Regions from separate parts of the Rattus norvegicus genome. Here regions 2 and 3 are each linked to region 1. The links are chromatin contacts, called in public Hi-C maps. All regions are on one chromosome and are shown on one strand. The core of a region is the stretch at or near the end of the contact, and the rest is flanking DNA. Distances in the headings are between cores, read along the strand shown. Region 1 holds the start of Trib2 (tribbles pseudokinase 2). Region 2 has its middle 390 kb from the start of Lpin1. Region 3 has its middle 330 kb from the start of Trib2.

The links. A called contact is a pair of places that touch in the nucleus more often than the background predicts.
Region 2: a Hi-C map of the A7r5 cell line shows a contact between it and region 1, with 5 times the contacts expected there. The contact joins the enhancer-like site here to the promoter of Trib2 in region 1. A contact is called at or near these places in 5 of 12 Hi-C or Micro-C datasets (the A7r5 cell line, the Rat2 cell line, Schwann cells and 2 more) and 1 of 1 datasets of contacts at active chromatin or transcription factors (oligodendrocytes).
Region 3: a contact with region 1 is called in a Hi-C map of psoas muscle, with 3 times the contacts expected there. The contact joins the enhancer-like site here to the promoter of Trib2 in region 1. A contact is called at or near these places in 4 of 12 Hi-C or Micro-C datasets (the A7r5 cell line, the Rat2 cell line, prefrontal cortex and 1 more) and 1 of 1 datasets of contacts at active chromatin or transcription factors (oligodendrocytes).

Annotation. Positions count from the first base shown.
Region 1 is chr6:44,297,009-44,301,026 of GRCr8, forward strand. It overlaps Trib2 (tribbles pseudokinase 2), which reads right to left and starts at 2,086. Exons shown (of 3, transcript NM_001108015.3): 1 at 462-2,086. The coding sequence starts at 731.
Region 2 is chr6:44,714,200-44,718,217 of GRCr8, forward strand. No RefSeq gene overlaps it. Among named protein-coding and RNA genes, the nearest start is that of Lpin1, 390 kb to the right of the region's middle. Within about 2 kb of position 2,387, at least 5 of the 93 cell types and tissues checked have an H3K27ac peak or open chromatin away from gene starts, as enhancers often do. A contact at or near this core is called in the A7r5 cell line, where this site is marked.
Region 3 is chr6:44,628,821-44,632,838 of GRCr8, forward strand. No RefSeq gene overlaps it. Among named protein-coding and RNA genes, the nearest start is that of Trib2, 330 kb to the left of the region's middle. Within about 2 kb of position 1,646, at least 2 of the 93 cell types and tissues checked have an H3K27ac peak or open chromatin away from gene starts, as enhancers often do.

The DNA of each region.
Region 1 (4,018 bases), core at 836-3,335:
GGCTGCTAAGAACAATGGCTACAAAAGAAACCGAAGGAGCGGCGTCTGAAAACCAACCGGGGATTCCCTAGTCCTTACATGAAGGGGAGGGGGATCGACCTGGGGAGAGAAATGCCCCGGCAAAGGGAATCAGCCCCACGCACCCGAGCTCTACGAGCCTCCCAGGGCACGCATGTCCGTGCCCCGGTTCAGATTCGCCGCCCTCCCTCCCCGGATCTCCCCAAAACGCCCCCGCTGCAGCCCGCCCCATTGTCTGAAACGGTCTGAAAACTTCGCAACTAGTCGAACGTGGACAGACACACAAATAAACCCGTTTAACGAGGCCACGCATAATGATCCCAGCAATCTTTCAGTCCTGGACTTGAGAGCTTTGAGACCTCCCGCACAGGCAAAGTCCCCAGGATATTTTTTTTTTAATTTAAGCAAAAGACAAAACGCAAAAGCAAAGATGGGCTGGTTACCTTGCACACCAGCTCCTCTCCGCTGTGCAGATGCACAGCGCGGAAAACGTGGTCTCCCTCCAGAGGCTCCAACAGTAAGTATTTCCCGATGCAGGAAACGCAATGCGACAAGTTCGGAGTCTCGGGCGGGCTCGGAGAGCCAAGGTTCGGGCTGAAACTCTGGCTGGGCTCAGCGGACCTTATAGACGACAGCTCTTCGAAATCCTGGGTTTTGTTCCGCGATCTCCCATATCTCGCTATTGTGATAGGGGTAGACCTGTGTATGTTCATGAGTGTGGGGATCGCACACGACAAAACAAACAAACCAAAAAGAAAAACCCCACTGGAGAGATGGATGAGCCGCGGGTGCAGGCGCCTCTGTGCCACAGACTTAAAAGGATCAAGAAGGGAGGGGACCCGTCTGGGGCTCCGTAGAGGAGAGTTAAGAACTAGCCCCCAGATGGGCGCCGCAGGGCTGGTCCCCGGCTGCGAGCCCCGCTCCCGGGGGTGCTCGCTCGGCCGACAACTCGGGTCCTTTTGTTACCCAGAAGCCGCCAGCGCAGTGCAGAACCGCACTCTGGAGTCAGTGGGTCTCTGTTCGCCGCGTGGATCTGGACGAGTGAGCGTGCCTCTGGGGTGCGGAGCTGCAGCGCCGGGATCCTGAGCGATCCCCAGCTGAGGATCCGCAGACCGGGCGGAGGAGCCCTGCCTGGAGTTTGTGCAGTCTTCAGGGAGCGTGCGGCGCCGGCTCGCCCTCCACGCGTTAGAAACCAAACAAAAAGAAAAAGGAAATAAGCACGGGTCTACCGGCTCACGCCGCGCGGCAGCCAGAATCCGCGCTGCACCCCCCCTTTTTGGTAGAAAGGGTGGGGGGCGTGGAAGGGGGTGCTAGAGAGGGCAGTTACCTAAGTCTTAACTGTAGATGGCGTCTGAGGCTTTTCCAAAAAATCGCAGAGCTCTCCCTCTCGCTCTCAAAAAAAAAAAAAAAAAAAGGGACAGAAAAAAAAGCAAAATAGCAAAGGAGCATTTAACTTGGGGCGGTCAGCAGTGGCAACAAAAGATTGCAAAAGCTGAGTAGGGAGTGCGGAGTAGGGCAGGCACAGGTACCGCGACAAAGCCCAAAGCTGAGCCCGCGCGGTCAGCACTAGCTCTTGCTGTCGCCGCTCACGTCCCAGATCCTCCTCTGATGAAGCAAGAAGTGCGGGCGGTGACCTGGGGGGACCAGCGGCAGGAGATTTCCGGGGGTCCTGCAGGAGCTGGCCGCAGATGCTCCCCGGACTCTGTTAACCCGCGGCGTTCTTTTTCCGCTGCACAGCTGGGTCTTGAGGCTTGGAACAATTTGCAAACCACTCTTGTCTCCCGATGCCTTGCGACCAAATTGCACGGCGGGCTTGTTCTGGAGGAAAAATAAAAATCGACGGCTTGTCTTCTTTTCTTTTCTTTCTTGCCACCCAGAAGTAGGAGAGGACCGTGTATTTAAAAATTAAAGGGGATGGCCACGGTGCCCTAGGCCAATCCCGGCGCTCAGCACGCCCGCATCCCCGGGCGAGGCGGTATTAATAGTTACTTACGTGGCCGGGGATCTCGGAGCGAGCCCGGCTGTGTGTGCGCGTATGTGTGCGCGCGCGCCTCGCTCGCTCGCGCTCAGTCTCCCCATTCAAAGTCACCGACACATTTCCACTGAGCCCCCGCCCTCTTCGCCGGCCCCGCCCCACCCACGCCCCGGCCCCTGTCATTGAGCCGGGAGCCCATCAATCAGCCGCGCCGCTGCCAGTTCGCGCGCGGCTCCCCAGCGCCTGCCCGCGGCCAGGACTGCTGCCGCCACTCCTGCAGCGCCCCCGCGGGAGCCCTGGCCTCGCCCCTGGATGGCTCGGCCAGGCGCGAGGTAAACAGTGCTTTTATATCCTTCCGCAGTCCATGGGCTCTGGGCTTGCCTGGCCTGCTGCTCGCGCTGCAGAGCTAAGGATGCTGGGCTGTGTATCTACCACCATCGCCACGCAACACCGGCAGGCTCAGGTCAACTTTGGGACTTAGATCCTCTTCCATGGGATTTTCTGCAGAAAGCCTCGCAACTTCTGAGTATTGGGCCCTCCTCTGCTGCGATGTTAACCTGAGCAAGAGGCTCCCCTCGGTTTTTAAAGAACGAAGAATTTCTTGCAGCCCACAGTCTCTAGAATTAGTTTTACTCTCTCTCCAGTTGCTTCTCACTTCAACAGAAGTCCATTGTGGGCTTGTAATTAGTGTCACCACCCCTCCCCCACTTCACAGTTATAGGATTGGGGGTACTTTCAGCGTCTTTTGATTTAAGGACAGGGTCTTTTGGGGGGCTCAGGCACACACACCTCTTTGCACTCACACCTCTGCAAGTGATATTGGCTCCCAGGCAAAGAGCCAGGCTTCTCCAGTCCAGTCATCTCAGTATGTGGGCCAGGAACACATTCAATACTAAGTTCAACTGAAGGCTGCACTTTAACCCGGACTTATTCTTAGCTTCCTGGTAAGGTTCCTGACTATTGGTTTGAGCAGACCTGGGGAAAGTTCAGGCCACAGCTTCAGCCTCTTGCCTTTACCTCAGAGAAGCAATGTAGCAGGGAAAACAGAAAGAGAAGGAGAAGCAGCTATGGTCTGGGGCGAGGCTACTGCTTTCTACGAGGGAGGCCACTCTGCAACAGTTTTCCGCACTACCACTTTTGAACGAAAATAGAAAACTATTTATAATTATAGTTAACTGGGACAATAGTTGCTCTAATGATCAGGAGATCCCTGAGGGTTGTTTCAGAATGGTGAATGGACCTTGCTTGTCCAGCTGGCCACCCTAGAGAACAGATTTTAAGAAAAAACTAAGATGGCCCGTGTCTTCTCACAGATCTCACATCCTGCTCCCCACTCATCTGCCTTACACTCAGTCTCCGATCTCTAAACTGTCCCTTAGTAGGATAACAGTTTGAGGATGTCATGATGACCACAGACTAGTGTGCCATCATGTAGTCTCTGCCCAGTTCAAGAACGGCGCTAGATAGTCTCTACAGAGGACCCATGGAGAAATGTTCCCTGTGGCCTCTACTGGGTAACTATCACAAAACTTTCTTGTAAGAAAGCTTGAGAGACCTGTGTTCCAGCGTCAGTATCCAGTTTCAGAAGGAAACTGAGTTGGTAGGATTTTTGTTTTTATTTTCCCCTCCCTAGGTCTCATCTGTGAAATAACAGGCCCCTGCTTACCTCATGTGATCCCTAGAACTGCAATTGCAGTTCTGGGAGATTCATGAAGAAGTATGATAGTGTTTCTCACCCTGTGAGTTGTGATCCCTTTGGGGTGAAGAACCCTTTCACCGGGGTCGCATATCAGACATTTACATTATATTCATAAGAGAAGCAAAATTACAGTTATGAAGTAGTAGTGAAGTAATTTTATGTTTGAGGGTCACTGCAACATGAGGAAGTGTATTCGAGGACAGTAGCATTAGGAAGGTTGAGGACTGCTGGCTTATGACATGCTTATCCCTGGGCGAAGATCTAAGTTTGAGTAGGATTTGATCTTCTCCACCCTAGAGCTCAGTCTAACCCCGGAGGGCTAAGAA
Region 2 (4,018 bases), core at 1,137-3,636, 420 kb after region 1:
ATAGAAGGTGGATGACTGCAAGAGATTTTTCCTAATTTTTAAGAAGTGTCTTTATTTCTTTCACAAAGTGGAAAGGTAGTGTTGCCAAAGGTATAACGGTACCCTTGGATCTGACTCCAAGAGCAAGTTCAAAATAGCAGTACATGCCTATGTCACACCTGGCTGTGGGATCCAAGTTTCTCTGATCTGCTGACTTCCAAAACCTGAAGAAGCTCATACTGGGCCAGCAAAGGCCTTACTCAAAGGCACCAAATCCCTCCCATCTGAGTTAGAATCCCCCTTACAAGCTCCACAAGCTGGACTGCCTTTTGCATCCAGAGCAACTGTGACTGACAGAATATGCATGCCCTTGTCTCGAAATGACCCCTTACAAAATGAACTAGTTTACAATGGGTATAAGAAAAACACTTCTGAATACAGGCGTGCATTTGGATTATGCCTGGAAATTGCTTCCATGATGAGGTCATGCCATGGGTCTCCCAGACATACAGTATGCATGATTGTATTCAAAATTCAAGATTTCTAAGGGTGAGAAGGGACATTGTTCAATGAAACCAAAGCAGGTGAGTTACCAAGCCAGACTGGGGATCCAGCCCCAGGCTTTCTCTAGACAATACAATTCTACTGTGCAGTTCTATAGAGTAAACCAAAAAGATTAATTAAATACATTGTACTTACCTCAAAGTAGTTTGACAATGCACAGTTTTTAAAGCAGAGTAAAGAGATATGGATTCCACTTTGTCTCTTCTTATTATACCAATCCTCTCTGAAGCCATGCTACCAAGTTGCCTATTCACTCAGTGTCAAGAGACCTGAGTAACAAGTGCCTTTCACCTTGAATAGCTTTAGTTTCCAGAACATACTGACAACCTTTCCCCCCACCTCAGGTTGTGTATTTAACTTTCAGTGTCCTTCAACTGAAAACCTATATATTGAATAGAGAAGCCTGGGATCTCAAAACAATGAACACTTAGGGGAAAAAAGTACCAAGGGAAAAAAGATTCATTCATCCTTAAACTGTTCATCTGAGTTGATTTCACTGGTGATTACAGGAGGAGGAAACATGAAGCCAGGAGAAGCTGGGCTCAGGTTGGATGTGCAGGGGCTGACCACAGGAATCCTACCCTCGGTTGACTTTCTATTATACTCCAGGGCCTGCTTTGAGATTATTTGAACTGGATATTCAAGCAAGCCTATTAGGCTCCACAGACCCATTAACAGAAGACCTGTGAAAACGAAGGACACCAAACAAAAAGTGACTGTCTCAGGGCAGTCTGTTCTGCTGGACTTGTTCACATATCTAAACTCTGGTGAATATGGTCTTCAAATGGACACCTTGGTAGAAATGGACTCATTACAAAAAAGATCAAAGGACAAAGGACTTTGCCATGACAATGTGACCTTGGCTTATCCATAGTTCAACTGTGGCAATTGTAGCAAAAGATAATTTTTTTTAACAAAAAGAAAAAAATTTTGAGGTAAGAAACTCATTATACAAGATACAATCCTTTTGGAAAGGAAAGTATTATTTAACACATTTCCCCATGTGACACGGCTCCAGATTGTAAAATGACTTTTCTATGTTGGAGTTCACTCAAATTCCATCTTGGGTACAATGTGCTTTACAGATCTGATGCTAAAAATACTCCTTTGTGTTTGGAGCTTTTAACTAGTCTACTAAGTAGGGGTGGGGAGTGGTGAAAGTCTCTTCATCTACTTCTTCTAGGTAAGTAGCTACAAGACGACCAGTGATCTTTTCTGCTGTATTAGAGACAGAACTTCTTGACAAACCAGGGCAATTGCTGGAGCATGATCCTGCCTAGAGGCCACCTTCAATGAAGCCATACTTTGCCCTCATTGATTAAGCCTAAACGACTTCACTTCTAAGAAAGCATTTCTCCACTCTAGAAGATTCCAGTGAGTTGATGTACCCATACGTATGTTCCTGAATCTATCAGCAAATTACAGAAAACTACACTAGAATCAAGGGATTACCATAATCCTGTCCATCAGCCTTTTCATGGAGCAAAATGATTTTAAGGATTTGGGAAACAATGATTGTTGGGAGGTCTTTTCTTTTCTCAGGATCTTATTTCACAGTGACTTAAATACAAGGTCTTGTGACACTTTGGATACTATCTAGTCATGAAGTAGGAGTAGACATGATATGTATCCCATTTCTAACAGGGCTCATTAAATCCCTCTCCTGGGAACCCTTCTCTACCCCATCCATCTTCCTCTTCTCTCATCTCATTCTCTCTACTGCTCAGTGTATGATCTCAGGTCCCAGTGCCTTTTGCCCTTTGCCATTGTGGAATGGGAGACACAGAGACGTTCACAATGCTAAACGTTAGATAGTGAGGGCTATTTTTTACAGCAGTTAGCCTGCTGTGACTAATGTGCCAAGAATTGCTGCCTCCAGTTCATGTAAACATAGGACTTTTCTACTACGTAAGCAGTTGGCATAAACCATTTGATGATGTGGGCAGAAAGAAGGGCATTTCCCCCTCACACTTTCAGGAATGAAGTTGTTGGAAAGGAGAAGAAAACAGAATTATTTTTTGCCTTTTTACTAGTGAATTCACTTGGAGATGAAACCAATCTATGTTTTAATACTTTGTAACAGTAAAATCTTTTTTTCAGACTAGAATCAACTGGACATGTGGAGGGGATGTGCAGTGAGAACTGTTGATACTAATGTCCATCAGACTGTCTCAAGGTGGGACTTCTTGATGGTACGTATCCATGGACCTAGAGCAGCTTTTATTGAGAGCACTCATCATGATTTAATAACCCCAACATTTTAAGCACTCATTTCATACATGAGCTCCGCTCTCATGATCTATTCCATTCCAAACCCCACACCTCCGAATATTATCACATTGGATTCCACACAAGTCAGGGTGGGAGACATCCACATTAAGTTTAGAGAATTTATTGCTTAATACAGGGAGTAATGTCAGTGGATAAAAGTTCAGAGTCACAATGATATTAGATCAGGGATCAGCTGGGACAGAGATCACAAGCCAGATAGGACATTTTCAAAAGAAAAGTTGTCAAAGAAAAAAACCAAAAATGATAATGATAGATATGCAGATATGTACAAGTTATTTTGCCACACATATTAAGTCAAGCAGAAATACCAATAGCTAACAAACAGCTCTTGTAGTTATGGTTAAATGAGGTCATGACCTTAAGAACAAGGTTTAAAGAGTATGATTCTCTAAGTCTTCAATATCTACAGAGGGCAGAATCCACATATGGCACGTACCCTTACATAAGTCTATATAGTATTTGCATAGGACTCACATACACCCGCCAATAAACCTTAAGTCATGTCACGATACCCGTGATCTCAATGCAGTGTAAATGCAGGTCATGTATATGCTATAATGTTTGGGGAATGATAACTAAGAACATATCTATATGTGTGTGCTATGATTGTGTTTTCTTTTCCAGATAGTGTCCATGTGTAGCTGATTGAATCTGTCAACAGAGATCCCATGGATATGGAGACTGACTATGCGTAGAGGAGAGGCAGCGTGAACTCTGATTACTTGCAATACAAATATCCTGATTATGAGGATTAAAAGGCAAAGGCATAGCAGAATTTTCTAGACCTGTACAACCAGCAGCACTCTGACATTTAGTTTTGGGAACATAGAAGAACATAAAATGTGTTTTCTAAGTGTGACTTGGGTTCCTCACAGCCCCACCTGGTCCCCATCCCGCTTCTGTTTTGCCTCAAACACAGCAAAGGCTTTAGCCACAGAGCTGTGACCTCCAACAGACGTCTCTTCAGTTCCTTCCCTGAGCTTTAGACCAGGTGAAGTTCATCCATTTAAGAAGTGTGTCAAGAAGAAACTAACACACACAGAGGGTGAACCTCAAGTCCAGAAAATCTTCACTAGCAAAAGACAAAGACTCAAACTAGCACATTGGTCATTATCAAAAGGAAATTCTTAGAAAATACCACTCACTTAACAAAATAGACATTGGGAAAACCTTCAAACTGTCC
Region 3 (4,018 bases), core at 396-2,895, 330 kb after region 1:
TAACAGCCGTGCCTGTCTTCATAGTGACTGGTGTGTTCAGGGGGAACCTTGGGGGAATCACCACTCTGAGCTCCAGAGGCTACACATGGAATCTGCGTCCTCTTAGCAACAATGAAATAAAGCTGCAAATTGCCCCAGACCCAGATCACAATCTGTATATCCAGGGAGTAAAGAGCTGGCAACATCTACACGCAGCACCTGGCCCTGCTGGTTTTCAGACTTAAAAGATAGGGATGCTTTTGATTCTCGCTGTTGAGTTATGAAGGGAAATGTTCGTTTCCTATCAGGCCCACTCAGCTAGAATACTTTTTACGTGTCCCTCTTCTTTTCAAGTTCTCTTTCATCTCCCAAAATAGCCACATCAATGATGAATTTGTCCCGAGTGTTTTCTGCAATAAGTTTACATCTCATTGGGTTCTCATTACCTGAGCAGAAGCTGACTCATATGGGGGTCACATGTCACTGTTCCAGGCTTCATCTCTAGGCACAGTGCTCCTACTTCCTTGCATCCAAGCCACTCCTCTCCTGCTCCTCTGACCCCACAGCTGTCTGTTCCTTCATGACTACAGAACCATGGCCAGCATTATGCTCAATGATGCTAATCTTCCTGGTCAGACATATGGAAAGGAGGAAGACGCTGCCTTAGCTCAGAGTCAGCTACCTTTGTGTCTTGAATTTAGGAGACAGAAACAATTTGCTTGCCAGTCCCCATAATCCTTACTGGAAAGAAAGCATTTTAACAGCTGGTTCCTGAGTTATGCACAAGACCCAGGAGTTGTCCTAAGATGTCACTAAAGGCATAATGCTAGTAGACAGCATGTCACCACACAAGATTGCTGGGGGCTGGCAGAGATGGGACAAGATGATCATTTCACCAAATTTTATGACCAAGTAGAACTCCCATCCAATCTAAGTAATAGGGTGGCCTGAGGTCCTGGAATCAGGACACAACCTTTGCTCACATCTGGACTCCATCATTTCTTTGCTCCATACTTGGCCAGGGGTTTCACCTTTGTTCAGCCTCAGTTTTTTTTTTTCACTTAGAAAATGGGCATGATATTGAGCATACTAAATTACTGTCCCGAGTAAATGACATCATACACATAAAGAATGTCGCCCGAATTCTGCTCAATAAGGCTTAATTAAATGGTGCTGTGAACAGAGCTGGGAAAGGATTGAGGAGAGAATGAATGGCCCCCAAGCATGCCTGTAGCAGATGCTGCCAGAAGTTAGAAATGGACTCGCCTTAAGAACTTCGGAATCAAACTTTTAGTATCTAGGATGATGAAGCAATTCAATGCTTGAGTTCCTTTGTGCCTGAGGAGGAAGAGAACAATAAAACTCGAGATGATGAGAGAATTAATGATAAGTCCTGAAGGAATAAGACTGACTGGTTCATGGTGGAGTGTGCAGTGCATTCTGGGAACTGAGATTCCTTTTGCTGGGGTTTTAAAGACGTATGACTATAAATGAGCTGGTGATGGAACAGCCCAGCTAAGATACTTAGCAAAATGGCTTAGCAATGCGCCTTGATATTAAGCTTGGAAGAAAGCCCGTGGAATCTGAGGAAGACATTAGCTGGGAAACAGGGCCTGGATTCTAAATCACTGCACTATCTTAAAATAGCCCTTTCCTCAAGGGTTTCATTTGCCTGCTTTTCAAATGGCAGGGTTGAGACCTGTGTCCTTAAAGTCCCTTCCAGTATGACATATTACAGGCCTTTCTGCATCATCTCCCCGAGCCAAACATGCCGGAACTCTCCTGATTATTACCATCCCTACAGGCATCCCTTAAAGAAGGAAACACATTGCAAAGGACACAGGGAATAATCTAGCAAGGGTGTTGGGCTGACTTAGAGAGGAAAGCTGAAGATATGAGGAAGAAAGGCCACAGCTCATAGGGTTGGGCAAAAGCAACAGGACATATGCTGAGCAATGGTTAGGTGCGAGGAAACCTTTAGAAGGCAGTCTCCAAGGCTCTATGTAGAGGAGTCTGCATTTCTGGAATATACCCAGTCTCTCAAGTCTGAGGGCCCGAAGGGCTTTTAAGTTCTAAATACATTTGACAAAAAGCCTTTGCAGAATAAAAGTCTGGGCAATTTTACATCAGGAGTTGAATTTCTTGCAAACATATTTTTTCATTCGGTAATCACCTAGCATCTGCTAGGTGCTAGGCTTCAGTTCTGAAACAAAATAAGAGGAGGCCACCCTGAAACAGACTGTTCACAGTCCAGATGGGCTTCCAGCACAGTCATCTGTACAGAGGGCATCCTATTGTCTCCTATTTTTCAACATTTCCTGTGAAGAGATTGTATTAAATACAGCACTGAACTTAAACTTAATTCCTTTCTCCATGATGACATCCTCTTTCACTGTGTTTTGAACGTTTATTTTTATTTTTAATTATCTGTGTTTGTGCATGTGCATACAAGCACATGTGATTGTGTGTCTATATGTGAGCATATGCATGTGTCTGTATACTCAAAGAGGCCAGAGGCACCAGATGCCCCAAGTGCTGGAATACACGGTACTGTAAACTGAATGTGTGATTGCTGAAATTAAACTATCATCATACACATGATCAGGGCAAACTCGTCATCACTGAGCCAGCTCTCTAGCCCTGTTTTGTTTTGTTGAGACAATATGACCCAGGTTGGCTTCAAACTCACAATGCATCTTCCTCAGCCACCCTAGCACTGAGATTAAAGGTACCTGATGCTACCTCCATTGACCCCAGAGCAGAATGGATGTTTCCCACCTTCTGCTGCAGGATAAAGTTGAGTGAGGAGCTCTTAAGTGATAACTTAATAACTCCAGGACACAAGCTGTGTCCTGCCTATCAACAGCATTGATTACCCTGGATAAAATATAAATTATGATCCAATAAACATTTGCTGAAGAAATGAATTACCTTTCACCATATATTAGACACTGTAGCAGAAATAAGTGGGAGAGGTGTTTTTAAAACAATGTGGTCTCAAAAGTTATCGTTTAGATTGGGAAAATAAAGTGGATCAAGCAGACAAACGCAAGCTACATATATATTGCACAGAGTAAGTCAGGTCATCTAAAGATGCCTAGGTGTAGGGGCTGGGGATTTAGCTCAGTGGTAGAGCGCTTACCTAGGAAGCGCAAGGCCCTGGGTTCGGTCCCCAGCTCCGAAAAAAAGAACCAAAAAAAAAAAAAGATGCCTAGGTGTGGAGCAGGGGGCTGAGGAAGAAAGGAAAGGTGACCTAATTGGATCTGATGGGTCCACTGTGGGAAAGCTTGGGGAATTGGAATAGAATATCTGCCTTCAGATGGTTTATCATGACATGAGACAAAGAAGACACCTTAGAAGAAGAAGCCATATTGGATGACTGGCCAATGCCATGAGAATTTCAAGATGTATGCTACTGGTGCAGGGGAACCATGAGCTATTATTCTAAAGAAGACTGCCTATCTAAAGGGTTGAGAGTAAAATGTTACAGATGTAGATAGTGGATAAAAACTACACAGGTAGTTTTTCAAGGCATTGATGAATGGATAATGTTTGAGAATCATGCCACTGGAGTGAATGGATATTGGATCCATTACTGAGCGCTTGTGTGAACCAAGATGGGCTGTCATGTTTTAGTTTTCTTACTGCCAGATGGAGCATTATCTTTGCAACCTATTCTAGAAGGCACAGGGGAGAATCAGAGGAGCTATCCAGAGTTGACAACACTACTATACATATTGTAGGAATGACCTTGGGGCAGTAGTGGTGGTGGAAGTTCATAGCTACCATTAGAGTGTTGCCACACTCTAATGGCCTCTTGGCCACACCTAACAAGGCCATACCTCCGAATCCTTCTTAAACAGTTCTACCAGCTGGGGATCAAGTATCCAAACATTTAAACCTGTGGGTGTCATTTTCACTCAAACTATCATAGCTTGTAAAGTCTTGCCTAGCATGTATGCTCATCTAGGTTTGATATTAAGCACTTTCTCAACAGAAGTACCTGTGCCTGCCTGTGATGCTACCATTCATGGAGTAG